Linked DNA regions of Mus musculus: all the other regions are linked to region 1. The links are chromatin contacts, called in public promoter capture Hi-C maps. All regions are on one chromosome and are shown on one strand. Each heading gives the region's core, a stretch centred on a gene start, on an enhancer-like site or on the middle of the called end of the contact. The rest is flanking DNA. Distances are from core to core; before and after follow the strand shown.

Region 1 (5,169 bases), core at 1,406-3,905:
TTATAGCACCCTCAGCCAATGGATCTAACAGCATATAACAAGGGGTAAATAACAAAAAGACATGTGAATGAGTGCATGCAATATAAATGTACACTTTTTTTCTTAATGAAATAGCTAGTTAACTGAACTCAATGTGGCTTTACTCTTATTTCACTCAATAATCGAATACTTTCTATGTGTACAACCTGAACACTGGAAAAGATACAAAATGACAATCAACAAACACATTCTTCCTATTCCTCAGTTTTTTATTGACTGGTCTAGAGAAACAATAGCACAATACAAATAAAAAGTCCCAAGAGTAGGTCATTTCAACCTGGCTACACTATTCTATCCTACAGATACAGTCATCAGACCAACTTTACATTACATACCTATAAGTTTGCTTCATTCATCTTAAGGATACAAATTAAGCTTCTAAAACTAAACTGCTTTAAGTTTACCCTAATTTCCTCAATATCAGTCAAACTTAAAAAGACTGGCCAGGAAGTGATGGTGCATGCCTTTGATCCCAGCACTGGGAAGCAGAGCCAAGCAGATCTCTGAATCCAAGGGAGTTTCAGTACAGCCAGGGCAACACAGAGAAACCCTAGGTGAGTCGCACACACCCCAAAAATTCATACACCTGAATTCCAGTTAAAGGTATTATTTAATTCACCCAGATTTTAGGGAAAAAATGTAACTACCTGCCTATTTACTAATAAGTATCTACAGATAGGATTTTTTTTTTTACCAGATTAAAGACTACATCTTGTATGTAAGTAAACTCTAAGGAATTCTAAGACCAAAAGTGTGAACTATACCCAATTTTACTACCCATATATATGCTTAACAATCTAAAACTTCCCTAGAATATTTGCCCACATTCCAAAGCAAGCAACAACAAAAGCTTAAAACATTTGTAACAAATGCACAGGAACACAATAAATAAATGCTAAAAGATAGCCGTGAATGGGAACAATGTGACTTTCTAATTCTCCAAAACATACTGCGGAAAAAACCTTCTACTTAAAAATAAGCCAGGAGGTGGTGCCACACGCCTTTAATCCCAGCACTTGGGAGGCAGAGGCAGGCGGATTTCTGAGTTCAAGGCCAGCCTGGTCTACAAAGTGAGTTCCAGGACAGCCAGGGCTACACAGAGAAACGCTGTCTCGAAAAACCAAAACAACAACAACAACAACAACAAAAAAGCAGTATTAATAGTGCATTGATTATAAAGGGCAAACTCAGGAGCCAGAGACCTGACTTACACAATTCCTATTTTACCACAGGCCTAGTCTGGGGTGCAGCACTAAATTTCTGTTTCCCCATATACTGGCACAAGAACTGACATTCTCAGGTAGTGAGAACTGATTAAAAGTCTATGAAGTACTTCAGGACCATAAAATGTCATACTTATCTAACGCAAAAACTACAGCCACCTGTTAGCAGTAGTTCCAAACCCAACCATGTCATTCTTTTGTGTCTTAGCAGGGCAAATCCGCTGTGGACCAACAAGATGCATGTACTTCTGCAGCTGGTTGAACAATCTCAGGGAAAAAAAAAAAACTGCCTTCCAGATTTTCCGTTTTCCCAAAAGAATCATGTCACTATCCAACCCTAGTACTTGCAAAGGGAAATATGGTTAGGGCCAGTTGCTGAGAAGCACAGATGGCCTAGAGACCAACAGGAATCACGGAGGAACTTTTCTTTGTTACCAAAGCAGAAATGTGACCCCTGAAAATAATCTCAGAAAACAATCCTTGTGAAGAGAGTTGTACTGGAGGGAAACGGCCCTACCCTTTCTCACCCAAAGAACTACACATGGTTTTTTGAAGACAGTGCAGACAAAATTCTCTCAAAACGTAAGCTAAACTAGGCAGGTCGTCCAGCCCCGGCTCGGTGCTGAACACAGGATACCAAAGAGGTTGCTCAGGAAAAGTGCTGATGCCATCTCCAGCTGCCCCTAAATGACAGTAACAATGCAAACACTGACAAAAGACCTTGGAGGCCACCCAGAGCCCCTGCCTGGCAGCAGCTCTGCCCGAATCTCCACGTACAAAGCGACAAATCCCCCCGAGAGGCCCAGGTCTGACAGATCTTCCAAGCGAGAGAGACCAAGAGTAGCAACACGAGAGATAGGGTAGAAAAAGTACTGCCTGTCACTCCTTCCAGGGGCGCTGGGTGCCCCAAGGGTGGGAGCAAAAACTGCGGTCCCCTCGGCCAGCCTCTGGCAACGAGGACCGCGCCAACTCGTCCTTCCCCACCGCAGAGGCCGTCCGCGGAGCCGCGGAGCCCGCGCTCGCCCTGGCCGGGGCCGGCCGGCAACTCCTCGCCCAACTCCGCGGGCGCCAGGCCGCCTGCCCGAGCGCCGGGTGGGGGAGGCGGCGCGGCCCGGCCCCGATCCCTCGGCACGCGGTCAGCGCCCTCCGCCCGCCGCCCGAGTCCCCGCCCGCCGGGCCCCGGCTGCCCAGCTCGACCACCCCGGCGGCCTGGCGCCCTTACCTGAGGCGGTGTACCAGCTCCCGGCGTGGCTGGCTTCCCGGCAGACCACTCGGTTGGACATCTTGGTGCCTGTGCCGCCTATGGTGCACGAGGATGAATGAGGAGGCGGCGGCGGCGGCGGCTCCGCGAGGGGACGAGACGCCGCGGGCCCAGCCCAGGAGGAGGCGGCCGCGGGGAGGGGACCAGCCCGGCCCAGGAGGAGGAGGAGGAGGAGGAGGAAGAGGAGGAGATGGCAGCCAGGGCGGAGGGCGGCAACAATCACCACAAACTCCGCCGGCCGCCGGAAGATGGGGCCCACGGCGGCTTTACCCTAGCCGCGCGGCCGCGGAGTCGCCGCCGCCGCCGCCGCCCCTACCCCTGCCCGAGCTGCTTCCGCGAGCCGCCCCCCGGCCACGCCGCGCGCGGCCTGCCGAGCCTCCCGCTGACCCCACCCCCGTGACTCCGCGCCCTTCCCCACCGCCCCGCCCCGCCCCGCCCCCACCACCGAGGCCTCCCTCCCGCCGCGCGCCCGCCGGCCCCGCCCCGCCCCGCGCCTCCGCCCGCCGTGCCGCGCGCTCAACGGCGGAAGCGGGACCGGCCCCGCGCCATCCCGGGTCGGGAGGCCGCGAGCCGGAGGGCGGCGGCGATCGGTGCCACCTCCCCCCCAACACACACACACACAGCCCGGGGCCGGGGCCTGAACCCGGGAAAGGCAGAGCCTGGGGAGCCCACGCGTCCTTACTCGCCGCTCTACCGGGGCCGGCCCACTGAGCATGCCCAGCGCCGCGGCCGGGCCCGCCGAGGAGGCTCAGCGTGCACGCTCCGCTCTCCGGGGTTTAGCGCCAGCAGAGGCTGGGGGCAGGGCGCGGGGCGCAGGACGCAGCCGCGAGGCGGGGTGAGCCCCTTCCCCCCCCCCCCCCCCCAGCCGCCTGGCTTGTCCCCGTGCGCCGCTGGCTCAGCACACACAACACACACGCGATCGCTGCCTGCCGAGTCCCGTCGGGGTTCCCCCTTCCCCGGCGTCCTTGGTGGGGTTCCCACCCTCGGGGTATCGCCCAGGAATGCAAGTCTGGGGCCACGCCGCGAAGTTTCGCTGGCAGAGACATCGCGCTGCGAGGCGTACTGGGATGGGAGAATATGGGGGGGTGGAGGACCGACCCTGTCAAAATGTAACCTTCGCTTCCCAGGCTCGCCCCTTACGACCTAATGTCTTCGACACAGTTAAATTTACTAATTGTATTTTAGGTATAACTGCAATGTGGCAAAGATTGTCTCAGTTATTTCCTACTGTGTTAAATGGGGGTGACGTTCGTGAGGGAGGGGTACCAAGGATTATGAGTTAATGCGTATGAGGAACCAGACGGGGTAAGGAATACTACAAATGTCACCCTTCACTTATAAAATCCCAGTATTCCACGTAAGTATTCCACGCAGCAAAAGAATTCCTTTACCAGTTGGGTAGAATCACAAAGGAAGTGGTTTGTTTGGCTTTGAAGTGCTGGATTCCAAAACCCAGGAAGTGTAACAGTTCCCCAACTCCCAGAAAGTATTTGGGAAAGAAATCATACACCGGGTATATCTTAGTTTCACATTAAACTAGATCCTGGAGAAGTCCAAAGTAGATGTCTAGCTGCCTAACCAAGTTCGGCGTTCCTTAATGCTGTAACAGTATACTTTTTGTTTGGTTGGGGTTTTTGCCAAGTTCTCAAGTGTTATGAGAAAAGCTCTACAGTTAATTTCAATGGCAAGAAAAAGGTAAATTGCCGCTTTCTCCCAAGAGTTTGTGTTGCTTACCAAACTTAGCAAAGACCCTAATGAATAAAATACAACTTCTTGCGCCAGAGAAATGGCTCAGTGGTTAAAAAAATAAATAAATAAAAAAAAAAAATAAGCACTGCTCTTACAAAGGACCTAAGTTGAGTCAGCATCACATTGGGTAGCGCCCAAGCAAGTCCAGTTCCAGGGGCTCTAACGCCCTCTTCTGGCCTCCACAGGCACCTACGATTACATGCACATACTCCACACACACACACAAATTATAATTGTTTTTTTTAATATTTATTTATTTATTATATGTAAGTACACTGTAGCTGTCTTCAGACACTCCAGAAGAGAGCATTAGATTTCATTACGGGTGGTTGTGAACCACCATGTGGTTTCTGGGATTTGAACTCAGGACCTTTGGAAGAGCAGTCAGCGCTCTTAACCGCTGAGCCATCTCACCAAATTATAATTGTTTTTAAAGATTTCTAGAATGCTTAGACTTTTTGTTTGTTTTGTTTTTTTGGGTTTTGTTGTTGTTGTTGTTGTTTTTCGAGACAGGGTTTCTCTGTGTAGCCCTGGCTGTCCTGCAACTCACTCTGTAGACCAGGCTGGCCTCGAACTCAGAAATCCACCTGCCTCTGTCTCCCAAGTGCTGGGATTAAAGGCATGCGCCACCATGCCCGGCTTTTTTTTCTAAGACAAAGCTTCATTATGTAACTGACTGGCCTGCATGGAACACCCAATGTAAACCTGGCTGTCCTCAAAGAGATCCACCTGCCTCTGGAGTGCTAGGATTGAAGGCAGGCACCACCGCAGCCGCTCTTTTGACACAGGTTCTGGCCTAGGACTGAGTATGCAGACCAAGCTGGCCTTGAACTTGCTGGGAACCCACTTGTCTCTGCCTCCCTAGCACTGGAGTGCAAGCACACCCAGCTCCAGCTT
Region 2 (5,169 bases), core at 809-3,308, 4.4 Mb after region 1:
CACTTGCAGCAACCATGCATGGAGTTAGCTCTCATGCAGTAGTCCCTTGGACCTGAACTCCATAAGCACATTTACAGAATGCGTTGCCAGTAACGACAGGTAAATGTCTGACCATTTCTGCGTACTCTCAAGTCACTGGGTTGAGTACAAGATCAGTCACCACAGGAAGACTTACAAATATCAAATAGACTCATACCTAACAGTAGGGATGAGAAAGTCAGCAAAGAATACAAGCCATGTAACTGCAGAAACGTAAGAAACCATACAGGCCACTACCTGACTTCATTCAATTGCCCTACCCACCGCCCCGAAGTTGGTTACACTCCTGTATTCCTAAGTTTCATCGGAGATAGACATAACCGTGGGCTAGTTCACACAGCTCTATCCACTGACTGTCCGCCTTCTCATTAAAACAGAAACTCCATGAGGGGGGCAGGTTTCGTTAATCGGAGTCTGGATACACAAGGCAGGCATTCACTGAGCCCTGAACCTGTGCTGAATAAGTAAGGGTTGAAACTGAAGCCCAGAGAGGTCACAGAATCCCCTCAAGGTCACAGAGCCGGACTCAAGCCCAGCCTTTATCAGAGACTTATTTACCATAACCTTGCCTGTTTGCTCCTTCTGTGGCCACATCAATCTCTCAAAGCAGTACGCTTCTACAAGCGAGTCTCTTCAGTGTTTCTTTCTCTTCATATTTTGTGCCAAAAAAAAAAAAAACCACCAAAAACCAAAAAAGAAACACACTTCGAGTGCTTCGCAAACAAACTAAAACTGTACTCAAATTTCATAAGCATACAGATTTAGCCCATAAAACAGAGAGGCACAATTCACAGCTCTTTGAGTTCCTCTGGAAATTAGTGTATGTGTTGGAAGTTTTATAAACAGTCACAGTAAACCTACTTACCAACTCAGAGTGACCAGTGAGTTACCAACCTTTCATGCTTCTCTGGCGCACAAGAGCTCCTCTCAGATAAGCATGCTTTATCTGGCAGGTTATGCAAGGGGGCAACGTAGCCCTGAAGCCCCTTTAGTTCCTTTTAAGCTCTGGACATACAAATCAACTCTTGGGAAGTTTGAGATTCTGTGAAAAGATGTCCCACCTCTGCCCATTTTCTGACTCCCATCAATCAAATCCTTCACTGAAACCTATGAGTCTAACCCAAACGCGAATGCGGGATGGGGTCAAAGGGCAGACAGGGAAACATTTTCAGACATAAAACTGGAGCTGACACTGCTAGTAACATCAGTTTCTCGAGGAAAGCCAAGGCCTCACTGATACAACTTGTGTTGCTTTCTCTGGTCACCTTCCTTGCAGAGTGAGCGATAGACAACTGCCAAACCCTTCTGCGAGGAACGTCTCTAGACCTAGGGTGCGTCAGGTTGAGCCAGGATGATCTGCTCGGAGTCTCTCAAAACTACTGTCAACCCAATCAGTAAACCGAAAGGGACAGACAACCCCAAAATGTGGCATGGCAAACCAGTAGGAATAAGCACCGGAGTTGAGAGTGGGGAAAACAGCCGCCGGGAGGGTAAATGGATCAGAAGGAGTGGGAAAACAGGCTCAAGGAAGTGGGATCAGCAAAAAAAAGTCAAAGGTGACTGGAGGAAGGGGGATGAGATTCTGGAAGTGATGGGCGCAAGGCAAGGGGGAGGGGGCGCGAGCGGGCTGGGGGAGGGGGCGAAGGGTCTGGGGCGGGGCTGAAGAGAGAGAAGAGGCGGGATGAGGACCGCCAGGCCGGGAGGGTCTTTACCTGCAGCTCCGCCCGCTCCACCTCCCACTGGGCTCTCTCCACCTCGAAGCGGGCCCATTCGTGCTGCAGGAAGTGCAAGATCCCCGGGAGGCTGTACTGAGCTCGGGCCGCCCCCGCCGCAGCCGCTCCGTCTCCGGCCGCTGCAGCCTCCGCCAGAGGCCCGAGCCCCTTAGCACCGCCAGCTCCCGGGTGGTTGTTGCTGAAGAAGACGCCGGGCCCCGCCTGCTCGTCCATGGCGGCCGCACGAACCCCGGGGAGCTCTCTGCCTAGGCGCCCAGCAGCGGCGGCAAACTGCGGCGGCCAGCTCTGCCTCCTCCCTCCGCCGCTCCCCGCCCACACCCCAGTCAGCAGGGAGCAGCCGCCCGGGCGCGGGGGCCGGGCGAGCCCGTGACGGGCCGGGAAGTGGGTCAACTGCGGCCCGCGGGGCTTGCCGGGAAATGTAGTCCCGGGGCGTGGCGAACCCCGCTTGCCTGTAGGCCTGCGCCTCTCGGAGGCCGGACCGAAGCCACGCCCTTTCCTCGCCACGCCCTCCCCTGACGGCTCCGCGGGTTTCCTCTTCGGCAGTGCGGCCAGCCGATGCCCCTCGGGTCGCGCCGCCGCAGGCTCCCTTCATGCGGAAGTTCGCGAGCGGCGCTCCCTGTTGCATATTCGCACGCGGAAGTTATCACGCCAAGTACCAGCCCTAGCTCCACTTAGTTTAGGGCTTCCTGGTCGTTTTGTTAAGAAATAGGCGCTGGGCAAGCCATCCGGTCGTCTGCCCCCTCGTCGCCCTTTTCGGGGTTCATCAAAGCCTCGACACCCCTGGACCACGGCTTGCCATCGAGCCTACCATTCATCCCCAGAGGGGCTCAGTGCTTGTTAACAGACCAGTTTTCCCTTAGGAGGAGGAACTCTGGTCTTCTCTCTTTCTGCTAAGGTTCGACATTTGCCATGAGGGCTTTTTCTAATTTCCAGTTTAACACTTGGTCTGAAATATTAGTATTAAAAGTCCCTTTCTCTGTGCTAATCCTGCTTGTAAATTCTGCCAAAGTTTTAGATCTCCAGTAATAAAGAAGTGCTGCCTGTCCAATCTCATTTTTCCCCCCATCTTTGCGGCAGTTTTCACTCAATTCGCTTGAACAAGTATTTTATTGTCAGTAATATTCCGTGCCAGGAATATAAAGATAGATGTCACAGTTCTTGTCATCAAAAGGAGGTTGACATACATATAGAGTCACAGAGCCCTAAGGGCTACAATCAGAAGGAACAAAGTCCCTTTTTGCTCTATTGCACTCCTGAACCCGGGAACCTCCCCTTCCCACTTGTCGCTTTCCTAATTTCTTGGGCAATTGATCTTTACACCAAAGGCACACTAAAATCCTTTCCTTCTAAGTGGTTTGCCAGTGTTTTCCCTCTCTGAGTACCCTGATAACTATTATCATTATAAATTTACACTACACCAACTGGAGAAAGGAATGTGCCTGAAGAACATTTAAGAAATGAAAACGAAATTAAGTAATTATTTATCTGTCACTCCAACAAAAAAAAATTGTAATTTTGTTTTGATCTGGTGGACATGAAAAAAGAAAAAAAGAGAGTCAAGATACAAGCTGATGAGTGACTTGCAAGGGAAGGGCATCCTGTCCCTGTCCTCTCTGTTCCCTGGTCTTCCCATGGCAACTTGTGAAAAGGACAGGAAACACATTGTCTCTGCTCGGGTTGCAAAGAGCGATGGCAAAGCCCTCTGCTCAGTTACTGAATGTTTCTGCTTTGTGAATTCATTCTTTATTATCATAAAAAGTTGATCCAGGCCTGGCCAAATTCCTTGTGTCATAAATTAGTTTGGCTCTAAATGTTCTTTGAGATCCAGCCTGATTCATTCACAGCTCAAGAAATTGAGACTGTCCTCAATGAGACCTTGAATGACAGATGACTACCAAAACTAGCACCCAGATTACCTGCCTGTTAGCCCAGTAACCTTAAAAAAATTAAGCTGGACATGGTGGCACAGCCCAGAGACAAGAGACAAGCAGAGGGAAACAGATTTCTGAGTTTGAGACCAGCCTGGTCTACAGCATGAGTTCTAGGACAGCCAGGGCTAGTTATATATTTCTCTATCTATCTGATTTAATTTTAATTAATTAAAAACATGCTGACTACTCTTATATCTATCAGAACCAAGAAAACATAAATAGAATTTTTTTCCTTTCTTTTTTTTTTCCCTATCCTTTTCTTTCTGTTTTTTGTTTCTTGGATTTTTGAGACAGGGTTTCTCTGTGTAGCCCTGGCTGTCCTGGGACTTGCTCTGTAAGACCAGGCTGGCCTCCAACTCAGAGATCTACCTGCCTCTATCTCCCAAGTGCTAGGATTAAAGAAGTGTGTGCCACCACCTGGCTAAGATTGGAACTTTTTCATCTGAGCGATTTAAGTAATTTTTATAAGCTTGGGTGTTAAACAATCTGTTTTTTTCCTCTAACAGAAGACATGTCAGACAAGACAATGGCTTTAAACTGATTCACAAAAGACTATAAAACATAATTAAATGCATAGATAATAAGGCAGGGTAGATGATTCAGTCAATAAGGTACTTGCCATCTAAGCATGGGAAACTGGGTTTGAATCCACAGCACACACATAAAAGCGAGGTGCAGGCAATGACCTGTAATTCAGTAATGGGAGATGGCAGGATATAAAGTAGAGACAGGTAAATTTATGGATATAAGTGACTAGCCAGTCTGGCCAAACAGATGAACTCTAGGTTCAGTGAGAGATTCCTGACTCTATTTAAAAACAAACAAACAAAAATAAAATAGAGCTGGGGATTAATCAAGGAATACTCATGGATTTCAGACAGACACACACACACACACATATACATGCTACACTAATGGATTTCAGACATGCACACACACATACACATGCTACACTCATGGATTTCAGACATGCACACACACATACACATGCTACACTCATGGATTTCAGACATGCACACACACATACACATGCTACACTCACATACTTCCCAAAAGTATCAACATCCTGGACTACTATGGATACATACTAGAGAATCATTTTCATTCTTATTTAAACTTTATTATCAAATAATTTCTTTGCTTTTGAGTACATCTTTACAATCAAAATAGCATTGATGGTTCATATCATGGACATAACATTCAATAAGTCAAAATATTAAGAGTTATAGTAAAATAGGATATTAAACTTACTTTAAAAGATCTGCATGTGGTAATATTTTGTTGGTAGTTTAACAAAACTCAGTACATTTTTTAAAGTTTTAAGGTTCTTTGTTTTAATAAGGACCCTGAATCCTGTATTACTATATGAGCTAGATTCTAAAACATGTGTGTGTGTGTGTGTGTGTGTGTGTGTGTGTGTGTGTGTGTTTGCTGCTCATGAGTGGAGGTCAGAGAATAACTTATGG
Region 3 (5,169 bases), core at 855-3,354, 3.1 Mb before region 1:
TATCTACCACAGAAATCCTGCTCCCAAGGATCAGGAATCATGTGGAAGAAGAGGAGGCAGACCGATTGTAAGAGACAGAGGGAACAGGAAGTTTGCTATGAGATTTTTGTCTCAGAAATGTCAAGGAAGCTATACCCACGAAGCCTCAACTTGGCTGTTTCAAGACCTGAACAAGAACCATACCAATAGGCATATTAATATGGAATGGAGAATTCTTAGGGGACCCCACCCCTAGACAAAGAACTGCAGACAATTAAGTAATTCTGAGTGGGAGAAATAGTCTTCTCTAGGGAAGAGACACCCCAATTAGTTATCCAGTACAAAATGATCAGTCCTGAAATAATATACATACAATTAACATGTATGTGTTTATGTTATGAGCAGGCTGATTTATATATCTATGAATGTATGTATAAGCAATGAAAAAATAGAGGCCATGAATATGAGCGAGAGCAAGGAATGCATGAGATGGGTTGGAGGAAGGAAAAGGAAGGTGAAATGCTGTAATTATATCCTAATTTCAAAAATAAGAATTATTAAAAATAAAAACAAAAACAAACAAACAAACAAAAGAATATGCCGTTCCATGGCTTGTAAGGAGAGGCTGCAGTGCACGGTGGGGAAACCCCGAAAGGACACAGAAAGATATTCTTAAACAAAACATCAAGACAGCTTGCAACTCTAGAGTCAAAACATCTCGGGCCAAACTACATTAGGGGCAACAAGGTCTTCTCTCTTTGAAATGAAAGATACATCTAGACTAGCAGACCGATGATTGGTGGGGGAAGGTTCTTGGCCATGAAACTGGAAGGTGGTAGGGTCAGAAGGTGAGGAAAGACTCTGGGCAGTGAAGCAGATGGGAGTTGGGTGTGCCCCAACTTTACAGGTATCAGCTGGGGGAAGTCGAGGAACAGTCAACAAATATTTAATTAGTTCCTCTTCTGCCTCAGTAGTAGCATGAAGCAGGCAGCCACTAGAGAATGAGGAAAATACTATAAACATGAACCAATCCTTCTGAGTAAGGTGTCAAAGCCCAGAGGGGGCGGTGACAGAGGAAGGGCGGGTTGTCTGCTGCTTTCTGCATGATGAGAGGAAGGAAGCGTGAGAATATTTCCCTCCCAAGGTAGGAGGTAATGAAACTATCCCGAGAGAAACAGGAAAAGTCAAGAATGAGAAGCTAGAGAACAAACAGTAACAGCGTGTTCTACAGTCTGGGCTGCAAGCTACATTGGGCTCCCAATGGGAATGAAGGTGTAGCTGTTCCCAGTGCATTGACTTGGGGATTGAGGACTGGGTTCTCTGGGTTTAATTGCACTTCCCCACAGCGGAGGAGTAGTATTTCTCGAGCATTTACGGGAAACTTTCAACCTTGAAAACATTTCTTTCACTGGTAGATCAGATGAAGAGCCACGCTGAAGTGAAAAATCCCAGTAGGTTTGGGTGTCTCTGTGGACCTTGGTAACTACTGAGGCAATCTGGTTGAATTCCACACGGCGGTACTTAGGCAGGGAAACGAAAGGTTTCCCGGGTCCCAGCACAGACTATGCTCACCGCGCTTCATTGTTGCAAAGAAACTGCTGTGCCCAGGCCCATACCGGAGAGAGTTTGTATAAATGCATGGCTCAGCGGCCGGAAGACTGTGTCACACTGTTCATGCTCGCGGTGAGCACGAAGAAATTAACAAGCATTTAGAAGTGATGCCATGGCCTTCCATCGAAAGAACCAGCTGCAGATATACAAGACGAAAAACAGCCGCCGTCACTAACACTCGCAGCTGCAGCCGTTAAAGTGCACTTTTTAAGTAGGCGGTGTTATCACCGAGCTCCAAGGGTAAATAAGGAAAGATACGGGTTCTGCAGTGATCCCATGATGGTGCACTCGCGTTACGCGGGGACACCATTATGCAGCAGACCGTTTGCACTCTTTTTTGGTAGCTGGACTCTGAAGCCCGACGCAGCGCCGCAAGGTTGCCATGGGGACCGGAGGAAACTTTTTTTTAAAGCGCCCTTCTGAGGCCGGCGCCGGCGTCGAGCTGCTCTCTCCCCGGAGGGGCCCAGGGCTCCAGGCGCGCGGCCGGCGGGGGCGGAGCTCGCGTCACGTGGCCGGGCCGGGGCGGGGCGTGCGCGCAGTCTACCGCCAGCTCGGCCGCCGCCGCCGCTGCTGCCGCCGCCGCGTCCCATTCATGAGGCCCGGCGGGCTCCGCTGTAGCCCGCGGCTTCGGAGGCGGCGGCCCCGCCCCCTGCTCCCCCGCTTCTTGGGGCATCCCTGCGGGGCTGCACAACAGTCCGCCGAGTGAGAGCCGCGCGCGGTGCCGCAGGTAAGCGGGCCGGAGACAGCGCCGGGGCTTCCCGGGGGGCCGCGTCCCCGCTCGCGGCCTCGCCTCGCGTGGGCCACGTAGCCGCGGCCGCGCCGCCTGAGGACGCGCGGGCGTCTGCGGAGACCCTCACGTCGGCAGCGGTCCTCCGAGCCGCGGGCGGCGCGCCCGGGGACCGCAGCCCCGGGCCTGGGGGAGGGGAGCGGACGCCGGCGCGCGGTCGCGGTCATCCCCCGGCCGGGACTGGCGAGGTGCAGTTATTCCCTCAGGCCGTTGGCTTGCCCGCCGCCGCCGTCGCCGTCGCCGCCGCCTCCTGCAGGCCGCGGACCTGGTTTAGATGTGAGTAGCCTGTTGCCGGCGACCCCCGGGGCCCTGGAAGGTTCTGTCGGCTGTGGGAACCGGAGCTCTGAGGCCCAGTTTTGAGCGCCGCGGATCCACCCCAGCCTAAGAAAATTATTTTCATTCAAATTTAGGATGGCGTTTCGGAGCCATAATTATGCAGAACAAGACTAGGAAGATCGCCCTCGCTTTCAGAAAGTACTGGAACGCAGGATACTTGGAGAGGCACTGAGGGATTACTGAACAAGCGGCCACACACTTATTTTAATGCATCTTTGAGACTTAAAAAAAAATTAAAAATGGAAACTGAGGCTCTTGCATGGCGCTGAAGCTCATTTGCCCAGCAGTAGGGATGCTGGTTAAGTTGGTACCGAACCTCGCCTCACTAATTTAAAACGTTATGATAACACAAGTTGAATTTTGAAATCTATTTTGGGATCATTTGCCGGTTAGTGTCTGTGTTGATCCGACATTGATTGCTTTCACTGGCTTAAAACTACGAATCGTGGCAGGTATTGCTAGACTGGGTTAGCAACCCAGCCAGCCACCAAGTGTGGGAGGAAACAGGTGTTTTAGCCCTCGTTGGGCTGCCCTGCCCGGTGTGCCCTCTCACATTGCCCGTGGGTAGCCTCCTACGGGCTTCCTCCTAGTTAAATGTGTTCTTGATTGTGGTTTATCGGCCCCAGCGATCTTCAAGTTCGAGGTAGTAGCAGAATAGCTGTAGCATGCTAGAAATGAAATGGCTGGGTCTACTTTCGCGTTTGTGGCAAAATTGAGATTCGGCAGAGCAGCTGTATGCTTAAGAGGCTCTGGAAATGGGAGCATTTGAAAACCCTTGAACGCCAAGTGCAGTTAAGCAGATAAAGGGATAAAGGTCGGAGCTTTGTTTCTTGAATGGCTGTATGCTTGTTCTCCTTGCTTAGCCTTGTGCGTTTTGGTTTACTGACTGGACTATCCCCTGCACTGGGCACAGGATCCCCGCAGGCAAGACTCCAATAGCTGTTTATTACTAAGCACAGAGGCTGGCTTTTAGAAGAGCTTTGGTTGGGGCTTCTTGAGTGAAGAGAAGAAGCTGCAAGCAGTTTGTCCTTGTAGGTCACTGGGAGCCAGTGGAATGAAATGAAATCATCAAATTTTCTTGTATGGTATGCCTTGGATGGGATAATCTTGGTGCTATCACGGGTCAGAGGTGGTCAAAGGTTAGGCCAGTGAACATTACGGTGGACATTTTGTTGTGTTTAAATATTAATATTGGACTTAAATATAGTATAGGTCACTGCAGCTATCCTCTCTGATGGTGTGCATAATATACTTCAGAAGTGGGACAATGAGTTGGAACCCTTCTTGCTGGGAGGTGCACTGGTGCCTCCCTTAGGTGTTCAGCAGCCTGTGGGCAAGATCTTAAGTCTAAGTTAAGCCTATGTGTCTTGTCTTTGAAATCCTCTGTCTGTCCCCAGGGCCTGTTGTCACTTTGTTTAGGGGTGGGGCTGTAGGAAGTGTACCCTCTCAATCAGCTGGTCAGCAGGGTTGCAGGAGTTGATTTGCAACTTTGCTTTAGCTGTGTCTGACTCCCTTCATTGCTAAGTAAATTAATACTTTTGGCTTAGGTTCAGGGTCCTAGGACCTGTCACCTTCATGGCAAAATAGCTTATAGCTTTGTAGTCGGGCCTTCAGTTGTCAGAATCCAGTGTAAACAATGTCTCATTAAAACATTGGAATGGGGGCTGGAGAGATGGCTCTGTAGTTAAGAGCATTGACTGCTCTTCCAGAGGTCCTGAGTTCAATTCCCAGCAACCACATAGTGGTTCACAACCATCTGTAACGGGATCTGACGCCCTCTTTTGGTGTGTCTGAAGACAGCTACAGTGTACTCATATATATAAGATAAATAATTCTTTAAAAAAATTGGAATAGCTGGAAGATATACCCTGCAGTGATAACACTCTGATGATGTCTTGATAATAAAGTTTTTATGTTTTTGAGACAGTCTCATTCAGATAGTTCAGGTCTTGAACTTACTCTGTATTGTGTGCCACCATAATTGGTTGAGGAAGTTCTGAGACTTGAACTCAGGGCTTTGTGCATGCTAGGCAAGTACTCTACCAACCGAACTATATCCTAAGCCCCCTGTAATAAAATATTTGAATACATTTTCTTACTCACTTTGCTAACAGTTAGGGGATCTACCTCCCCTACAATGTCATAGGTAAATGTGTGCACTTGTGTTCATGTAAACAAAGAAGGGAGTCAGGTGCCTTCCTCTATTACCTTATACCATATTGTTTTCGGACAGGGTCTCTCCCTGAACCTACAGGTCATATATTTAGTTACTCTGCTAAGCCAGCAATTCTCACTCCAGTTGTCCAGACCTAATGGTGCTGGGATCTGAACTAGGTCTTCATGATTGTACAGCAAACATTTTTAGCCAGTGATTGATCTTTCCAGCCACAGCAGTGGGTTTAATAGCGAAACACTTCACATGTTTCAGTCCTGTATTTTTCAAGATGAACATGTAA

What was found. Promoter capture Hi-C pulls out the DNA fragments that hold promoters and counts their contacts.
Region 2: a contact with region 1 is called in a promoter capture Hi-C map of the HPC-7 cell line. The contact joins the promoter of Strn here to the promoter of Memo1 in region 1. A contact is called at or near these places in 2 of 39 promoter capture datasets (the HPC-7 cell line and cranial neural crest).
Region 3: a promoter capture Hi-C map of the HPC-7 cell line shows a contact between it and region 1. The contact joins the promoter of Lpin2 here to the promoter of Memo1 in region 1. A contact is called at or near these places in 2 of 39 promoter capture datasets (the HPC-7 cell line and cranial neural crest).

The regions. Positions count from the first base shown.
Region 1 is chr17:74,292,208-74,297,376 of GRCm38.p6, forward strand. Memo1 (mediator of cell motility 1) reads right to left here and starts at 2,656. Exons shown (of 9, transcript NM_133771.2): 1 at 2,485-2,656. The coding sequence starts at 2,545.
Region 2 is chr17:78,734,503-78,739,671 of GRCm38.p6, forward strand. Strn (striatin, calmodulin binding protein) reads right to left here and starts at 2,059. Exons shown (of 18, transcript NM_011500.3): 1 at 1,752-2,059. The coding sequence starts at 1,985.
Region 3 is chr17:71,181,428-71,186,596 of GRCm38.p6, forward strand. Lpin2 (lipin 2) reads left to right here and starts at 2,105. Exons shown (of 20, transcript NM_001357791.1): 1 at 2,105-2,317.